Regions from separate parts of the Anas platyrhynchos genome. Here region 1 is linked to region 2. The links are chromatin contacts, called in public Hi-C maps. All regions are on one chromosome and are shown on one strand. The core of a region is the stretch at or near the end of the contact, and the rest is flanking DNA. Distances in the headings are between cores, read along the strand shown. Region 1 holds the start of NUP205 (nucleoporin 205). Region 2 holds the start of STRA8 (stimulated by retinoic acid 8).

Region 1 (3,867 bases), core at 743-3,242, 150 kb after region 2:
TTTTCTTCACATTGCTATGTGACTGGTGGCCCATTGGCAAAGGACCCAAAAGAATTATCTGGAAACTTAACATCTTCAATCTGCAGTGGTTAGACAGGATTTTTTTCCTCTGAGATAAAAAAAAATAAATAAATGTGTGCAATCTGGCTGCATCTGAATGCCAAAAGCAATATGACAGCTCTTAATGTCTGGGAAAGGCTTTTTTAAAAATTTGATTCGTTTATTTATCTTTTTTTTTTTTTTTTTTTCCTTTGGCCTTGTTTCTTAAGGAAATGAGGCTTAGGAAATCACACTCTGCCTGCCAAATATTTTGAGTAGCTTTTGAACCTGTTGCAATTCCTGAGCCAAGTCCAGCCTAATATGATCAAGGGGTAAAAGGACTCAAAAGTTTATGTCCTCAGAAGTTTTGTGAAAGTCAGGGAAAATGAAAAGAAAAATCAAAATGAGGACAAACCACTGTGGTTGTAAAGACTGAAGTAAAACCTCAAGCTATCCTTTAAGTTTGCTGTGGCCAGCTGATCAGCACAGGTGTCTCTGAACCTGCTTTATTCCCTCTCTTAACCCATCAATCGTATGTCTTTGGGTGGTATGTGGGCAGTGTAGGAGCAGAGATGTGGTTTTACAGCTACAGGTGTGCAGGAGAAGGTAGGAGATGCTGTGCCCAGGCTGTATTAGTTCTGCTTGTGGAACAGTTTTGCTTATTTTCCGCTTTTGCCTCTTACCTGACAGTGTTTTCTTCCCACAACGAACTAAGTTATTCATTATCTATCATCTTATTTTTATTATAGATAGATCTGTTCAAGCTCATGGCTAAGACCACAAAAAAGTATATCTCAAAGAAATATAAGCCCTCTGACTAAATGAACAAATTAGGATAAGTTAAGGGGAACAGATTAATCCTTTGAACACTGTGAGAAGCTGTTCTGGGTGGGACACTCCCCCAGCCCCTTTTAAAATTTATTTTCTTTCTCCAGAAACCTTCTCCATTTTGGGTGTCTTTTTCCCATAGCCATCTTGCCAAGTCACTCTCACCCCAGGACCACTGCTCTCTCTCTATTGCCCCCTCTGCCATCCAACTATATTGAAGATCTAGAGAAAAAAGATATTTATTCTGCTAGTTTGCCATGGGCCTACTTTGCTGGACACTGTTTCAGAACAGGTGAAATATTGTTTTAATAAAGCTCAAGAGGAGAAACTATTGAATACGTATCTCTGGAGGGACCTTTTACTTTAAAGGTAAGACTGTAGGGAATTCCTGTATGAGACCATTACCACGGGGACAGAGGGTAGTACACTGGCTTCAGATACGGGACACTTCTAAGGTACTGATATGTATTCTTTAGCTCCAGACATGTGTACAGATGTCTCTTTCCCTTTCTTTTCTTCATTCCTGGTACTTTTTCCTCTTGCATTTTGCATTTAAAAGGCAGCTTTCTTCATAATAACCTCTATCAGGGCTGTTTCTTCCCTCCTTACAAACTGTAAACATTAGTTTACCATTGAAGACCAAGAAACATATCCCCTTAAAAAGCTCCACGCTCACAAAATTGATCAAAAAAGCTGTGTTTACTGTTTTTAAGTGGATATTACTGTTTTAATCACATGTATTTTAAATAATGATCTGTCGCAAGTCACTTTTTTTTTTGAGAGAAAATAAAACACTCCAGTAAGTTTACACCTAACTTCAGGTGGTTTTCTTTATTTACTGAGCGTGGCTTACGAAGTAGGGCTGAAAGATCGCCCGTTACACGACAAGAAGGGCTGTGCACGAGTGTGAGCGAAGTAAAAGCGCCGTTTATTTAAGTTATGTGGTGCCGGCGGGAGCCCGGCGCCCCGTGAGGCTCCCGGTGCCGCCCTGTCCCGGCCCATCCGCGCCTACAGCTCCCGTCAGGCCGCGGCTCAGGCCCCGCAGCCCGCCCGGGAGCTGCCGTCCGTCCCCTCCCCGCCTCGCCGGGCGGCACCGCAGCGAGGCAGAGGAGCGGCTGCGGGTCTCGCCCCGAGCGGTCCGGGCCGGGTACCGAGCCGGGGGGCACGGAGCCGTGCTGAGGAGGCGCGGCGGGCAGCCCGCGGCGCTGCGGGGCCTTCTGCAGGCGGCGGCGCCGCTGCCCCTCCCTCTCGCTAAGATGGCGGCGCCGCTGGCGGTAAATTCGGGTAAGCGGAGCCGCGGCGGGCGCGGCCCGGGCGGGCAGCGCTGAGGGGAGGCGGGCGCGGAGCGGGCTGCGCGGCCCGGGGGGGCTCTGGGGGCGGCTCTAGGGGCTCGGCGGTGGGGGTAGCTCCGGGGTCGCACGGTTTGAGCCCGTCCGCAGTGAAACGCGAAACGCAAAGCGAAAGGAGGGAGCTCGTCCCGCGGGGAGGGGGGCGGCAGGCACACAGAGCGGGTGCGGGCTGCTGAGGCAGCGCTTACATGGTGTAACTGCACGGGAACACCCCCCCCCCCCCCCAAAAAAAAAAAAATAATAAAATAAACAAAACGCAAACACCACCACCCAAAACCAAACAAAAAACCCGCCCCAAACCTAAGCAATGCACGCACCTCCTTGAAGCAGACCCAGCTCAGGGCTTTACCCGAAGCTGCTGGAATATTTGTGAGGATGGAGACGCCTGCAGAGGCTCCTCTGGGCCTCAGTTCTAATGTTTGACGATCCTCAGGGTAGCTTTTTGTTTTTATTTCCCTGATGGAGAGTTTCTGCATTGCAACTTGTGTTAGTTGCCGCTTATCGTCCCGTGGGATATCTCTGTCTCCATTTTCTGCGTCCAGTGCCACTAAGTAGTTGAAGACAGCAAACCTCCAGTTCCTCTTTAGTCACTCACTTCTTAAGACCTGGCATCTTCAGTTATTTTTAGTGCCACTGTCCTGATTCATCACGTTCTCTGCTCCCCTATTCCAGCATCTGTCTTGCTCAGAGGAGCCCAGCGCTCAATGTAGCACCGGAGTGATGCCCTTTCAGAGATGTCTGACACTGACAAATCACTGCCCTACAGCTGCTGGCTGCAGTGCTGTTCACACAGCTCAATGTGCAGGGACCACGATTTTAGCAAGGGCGTGCTGCTCAGCTTAGCATTCAGCTTCTTATCTACCAGGACACTCTGGTGCTTTCTGTACAGCTGCTTTCTGGCCACTTGGTCCCCAGCTTGTCCTGTTGCATGGAGTTTTTCTGTCTGTGGTGCAGGATTTTGCATGTGCTAGCATTTAATTTCCCTTAGGTTAATAGCGGGAGAACAAGACCCTGTGAAAAGCAGTTGTGACTGGAATGTGGGCATGGCCAAAAGGCGGAGTCTGACATAGTGGCATAGTTAATAAAGCCATCAGATTTCAAAAGCTCAAATCATGTGTCAAGGAAGGAGTAAACCTACTGAGAATGTGTTTTGATCTAAGTGAATCGCTAAATGATTTGATCTAAATAAAGCCCCCTCCCAAAAAAAAAAAAAAAAAGGAAAAAGAAAAAAAACAATACAAAAGCAGAGACCCTCATTGGAAGATGAAGAAGGGTGATTATTCCTGTGATTCACAGAATCTGAGAAGTGGCTTTGTTAAAGTGAAAATTGGAGCCATTCAAGCGGGACTAGACCTTCTTGCCATGTAATGTGTACAGTAAATCCCAGTAAATTCTATAGCCTTATAATTACAATAGGTCGAGAAGGGGAACCTTGTACATGAAAGATGAGGTAGAAATTAAAATGGATGTGGATAGAACATGGATTTTATCCTAGATTTTATTTTATTTTATTTTATTTTATTTTATTTATTTTATTTTATTTTATTTTATTTTATTTTATTTTATTTATTGTGGGGACGAATATAGCATGATTAAGTCTCTAGCTTGACAAAAATGTTCAGGCATAATCGTAAACTGCTGTTGTCAACAG
Region 2 (4,012 bases), core at 656-3,155:
AGCAGACAAAAACACTTTCACTTTCTCTCCCACATTACTTGACCAGATTTGAAGCTCACATCTCCCCTCTCTCCTCTTTTATAAACTAAAAGAGAACTCCACCAACTCCAAATGTCCCTTTTTCTTCTTCTAGACCTTCCAGCTTTCTTGATTCTTTAGGAACCCCGGTCCCTGTAAGGACTGGCTGAGCCCTGCCAGCAGGTTACAGCGGAAGGAATACCAACAAGCCCATCTGTTGATCCCTAATGCTGCAGAAGGCCCTTCTCTACCCTACTGCTGCCTGCTCAGGCACTCCTTATTCTGCAACAGTGCAGCTGATTACACTTGCCTACGTAGAGATTTTGTTTTTTTGACTGTTTCCTCAACTTTAGAAGACTACTTCAAGCACTGACCTTGTCCTCCTGTGTTCTCAGTAAATGCCCCACGAGGAGACATTTAAGAACCTTATGGTCTCTGCTGGTATCCACGTCATTAACAGAGCCTGAGCAGGACTGAGCTGCCAGTTCAGCCATCCCATCTGCCAGGGCCTGAGCCTGCCTTTGTGGCTGAGCAAATACCTTGCTCCCAGCTAACCATATTCCCCTCCCATCTCAGCTTCCCTGTCCTCCTGCCTGCAAGCCCATCATGTGAGTCTGCGTCAAACTCTTCACCACACTCTGATGCACAACACATGAATCGCTTGTCCCTGACCCACCAGGCGGGTCAGAGGCTCTCAGGGTATTTCCTTGCTCTGGTTTCAGACACCAGGATATTTTTTTTCCTAAAATCAGAAGCCTAAAAAGATTGAACGGTCACCACCTGAACAGTATGGACGAGGTAGTATCGGAATAAGCTGGTTTTCAGCTTGTTCACTGTGGGCCGGTACACGTCTTCCAAACGGCTGAAAAGGCGCCGGTCCAGGTAGCTCCAGTAATCCCGCAGGGCCGCCAGGTCGTAGCTCTGAACGAACTGCTGCAGCTGGTCCACTATCTTGTCCACCTGAAGGGGGCAAAACGGGGGAGACCACGGTCATGTGTGGGCTGTCTGGCACACGAGGCTTTGTGACTCAGTGCTGAGGAGCTTTAACTCCACAATAACGCGCCAAGCCAGGCCGTATGCTGAGGGATAGCCAGGCACCAGGAATAACATCGCTACGCGTTGAAAACTTGAGCGCGGTGCTCGGAGAAGAGCCTTATTTATAGGCTAAGGGGAAAAACGGTACCAACCAGCCGAGAGGGAGCCCAGAAAGAGGAAGAAAGCCCGGGGGAGCTTCTGCACGGGGAGCTCCGAAGCACTCTGAGTGCCACCCCTTATCGGGAGCGCCCCAGCCGCCTGCCACGGGAGGCTTTTTGCCAGACGGCTCCCTGCCGGCCCTCCTGCGCTGCGGGCGAGGCCCGGCGGCGATGGGGGAGCTCTGGGGGCCAAAACGCGCCCCAAAAACACGGGACCCTGGAGCGCAGGCTGAGGGCGGCTACTGAAGCGGGTCCGTGCGAGGCTCGGCTGCCCCTCTGGGACCCCCCAGCCCCTCTGGGACCCCCCCAGCCCCTCGGGACGCCACCCCAGGAGCTCGCCCTTTACCCCCCCTTCCCCCCGGGCCCTATTTTAGGCCCCCCCCAGGCGCCCCGCGGCCCCGGCGCTGCCTCACCCGGAAGCCCTTCTCGCGGTCCGCCTTGATCTCGGCGTCCAGCTGCTTGAGGGCGGCGGTGAAGCCGCGGAAGAGCAGATACTCCCGCACCAGCTCGTCCGTCCGCTCCGCCGCCGCCGCCATGGGGGCGCCGCCGGCTCCGCCCGCCTCAGCGGCGGCGAGCGGCCGCCCGGCCCCGAGCGACGCGGCCCGGCCCGGCCCAGCCCTGCCCTGCCCTGCGCCGCGCAGGACTACAACTCCCAGCGCGCCTCGCCGCCGCCGTGCGGCGCAAGGCACGCCGGGACTTGTAGTCCTCCCCGCTCGGCAAACCCGCAAACCCACCCGTGCTCTCTCCCTCCCTTCTCCAGCCGGCGGCCGCAGCCCGCGTTTTTCCCCTGGCTCCCATTGGCCGCCGCGGGGCCGCGGCCGCGCTCCCATTGGCCGCCCGCCACGTGCGCCACGTGTTGCTGGGGGCGGGGCGGGCAGCGCGGGGCCCTGCGGCCGCCGGTGGGGTGGCGGCGGCGGCGGTGCCGTAGGGATGCCGGTAAAAGCTTCCTTCCCCTCCGGGCAGCTCTCCCGGAGCCTTTTTCTCTTTGCAGCCGCCAGCTCATCCCGAGCGAGTTGTTGGCTCTGCGGTCCGGGTCATGGGGTTGTCATGTGGCTCGTCCGCACGCTTCTTAACGCTGGGTTTTTCTTGCAGCTTCCTCGCGGCCGTGTTCCGGAGGCAAATCAGGGGGGCCCGTGATTAAACTGTCTTGGTTTCACAGCGTTTCGGTGTGGAACGGGAGGTAGCGGATTCAGGGACAGGAGTTGGTACAGGGAGGAGAGAATTCATTCATCCTTTGAAGTGCGTTTTGTCCTTAAGAGACTGAGAAAGTTAAGGCAGGAAAAAAATAAGAAAAAAATAAACTAAGAAACTACTTAATCAAAAAAAAAAAAGTTTATAAAGAAGAGATTGACCAAAAGTGCTACTGAAAAGGTGGATAGTACTGTACCCAAAGCAGAGGAAGAACTGAGGATTCCTCTTCTCAGCTCTGCCACCAACCCATTAGACGGGTTACTTCCAGTTTTCTGGTTTGTAAAATGCTGGTTTAAGCTGAGAATCATCCTTGTAAAGTGCCTTGTGGTTCTGAGCATACTAAATGCTGTGCTGTGGGGGTTGTGCAGACAGGGCCCCTTCCCTTTTGTGAAGTCTGAGGTAAGGGTTTGGTTTGCCATGTTCTGAAGGAGATGCAAGTTGAGTTGAAGTCACAATAACACCAGAAACCAAGACTAAACGGGTACTTGTTTTGTCTGATCTGACCGTACTATTTGCACATACCAGTTCTTGGAACTGCTGTTTCATAGTATCGTGCCCATCGCATGACTTTTGGGATCCGAGGAAGATCAGTATCTTCAAGGGCTTACATACAGAAGCTTACTCCTAAGTCTAGTGCTTAATGCCTGGCTGAAATAACTGGTGTGAAAGCTCTGCAAGGTAGACCTTCTGTCTAAGGTGACTGGATGGTCTCACTGAGCATGTAAATCTTGAAATATTTTTGAGATGGGTAGGTATGTTTAAAGGCATCAGCCGTATGTTGTTCACTGTGCCTGCTGTAAATGCTGAATGAATGATTTGAAGCGTTGAAGTTATTCCAGTTCACAGCAGCATAGCTGAGTAGAACGTGGCGAGGGCTCCTATTGAAACCCTCATCAGAAGTGAATGGTAAAGTCTCATGCCTTAAGTCAGCAGACATCCAACAAGACATGCTGCAGGCATGGGAGTTCTGGACATGCTTCAAGGAGGGAATGGTCCAAACAAGAACATTTGCTGGTGAGAGATCAGACTGAAGTAGCAAATGTCTACGTGACTCAGTATTATGTTAATGTATTACATAACGTATTTATCATATAGAATATTTATATTCTGTATTTAATTTTGCATTGTTGTTGGTTCTTTCCCCTTCAAATTAGGATATAGGAAGCTCGTGAAATAACACAGTTGTTTCCTCAGAGACGTTGAGATAATGAAGAAAAAGTGGGGAAAAAAAAACACCAAGGCATGTTAAAACATGAATTTAGTCAGAGCAGAGAGCAGTCAGTTCTGATTTATTTTTTTTGTTTGTTTGATTTTTGTTTTGTTTAGTATCAGGTTTTGTGTAAGTCTAAGAAATATATCCAGGAGCTGGAGCAAACCTTGGGTTCTTTGCTGAAGATGAAAGGTACTGCAAGCTTTTGCCTGGATGTGGTTTTTATCTCTTTGTTAAATAGAGACAGGTGTGTGGCTGCTCCCACTGAGGATTGAACTTCAATGTGACTGTAGCAGTAAGTAAGGGGCAGCACAGTGTCTGCCAACCCACTGAGCACTGCACCTCAGAGGTTCCCAGTCATTCCGGGGCCAGGCGGAGGAAGGCAACAAATGATGCCCGC

What was found. Hi-C and Micro-C count contacts between places; a contact is called where the count stands out from the background.
Region 1: a Hi-C map of subcutaneous adipose tissue shows a contact between it and region 2, with 3 times the contacts expected there. The contact joins the promoter of NUP205 here to the promoter of STRA8 in region 2. A contact is called at or near these places in 2 of 8 Hi-C or Micro-C datasets (skeletal muscle and subcutaneous adipose tissue).

What each region holds. Positions count from the first base shown.
Region 1 is chr1:44,529,925-44,533,791 of IASCAAS_PekinDuck_T2T, forward strand. It overlaps NUP205 (nucleoporin 205), which reads left to right and starts at 1,993. Exons shown (of 43, transcript XM_027452708.3): 1 at 1,993-2,151. The coding sequence starts at 2,124.
Region 2 is chr1:44,381,209-44,385,220 of IASCAAS_PekinDuck_T2T, forward strand. STRA8 (stimulated by retinoic acid 8) reads left to right here and starts at 1,906. Exons shown (of 7, transcript XM_072036002.1): 1 at 1,906-2,147; 2 at 3,729-3,804. The coding sequence starts at 2,142. WDR91 (WD repeat domain 91) reads right to left here and starts at 1,840. Exons shown (of 15, transcript XM_027452814.3): 1 at 1,625-1,840; 2 at 799-978. The coding sequence starts at 1,747.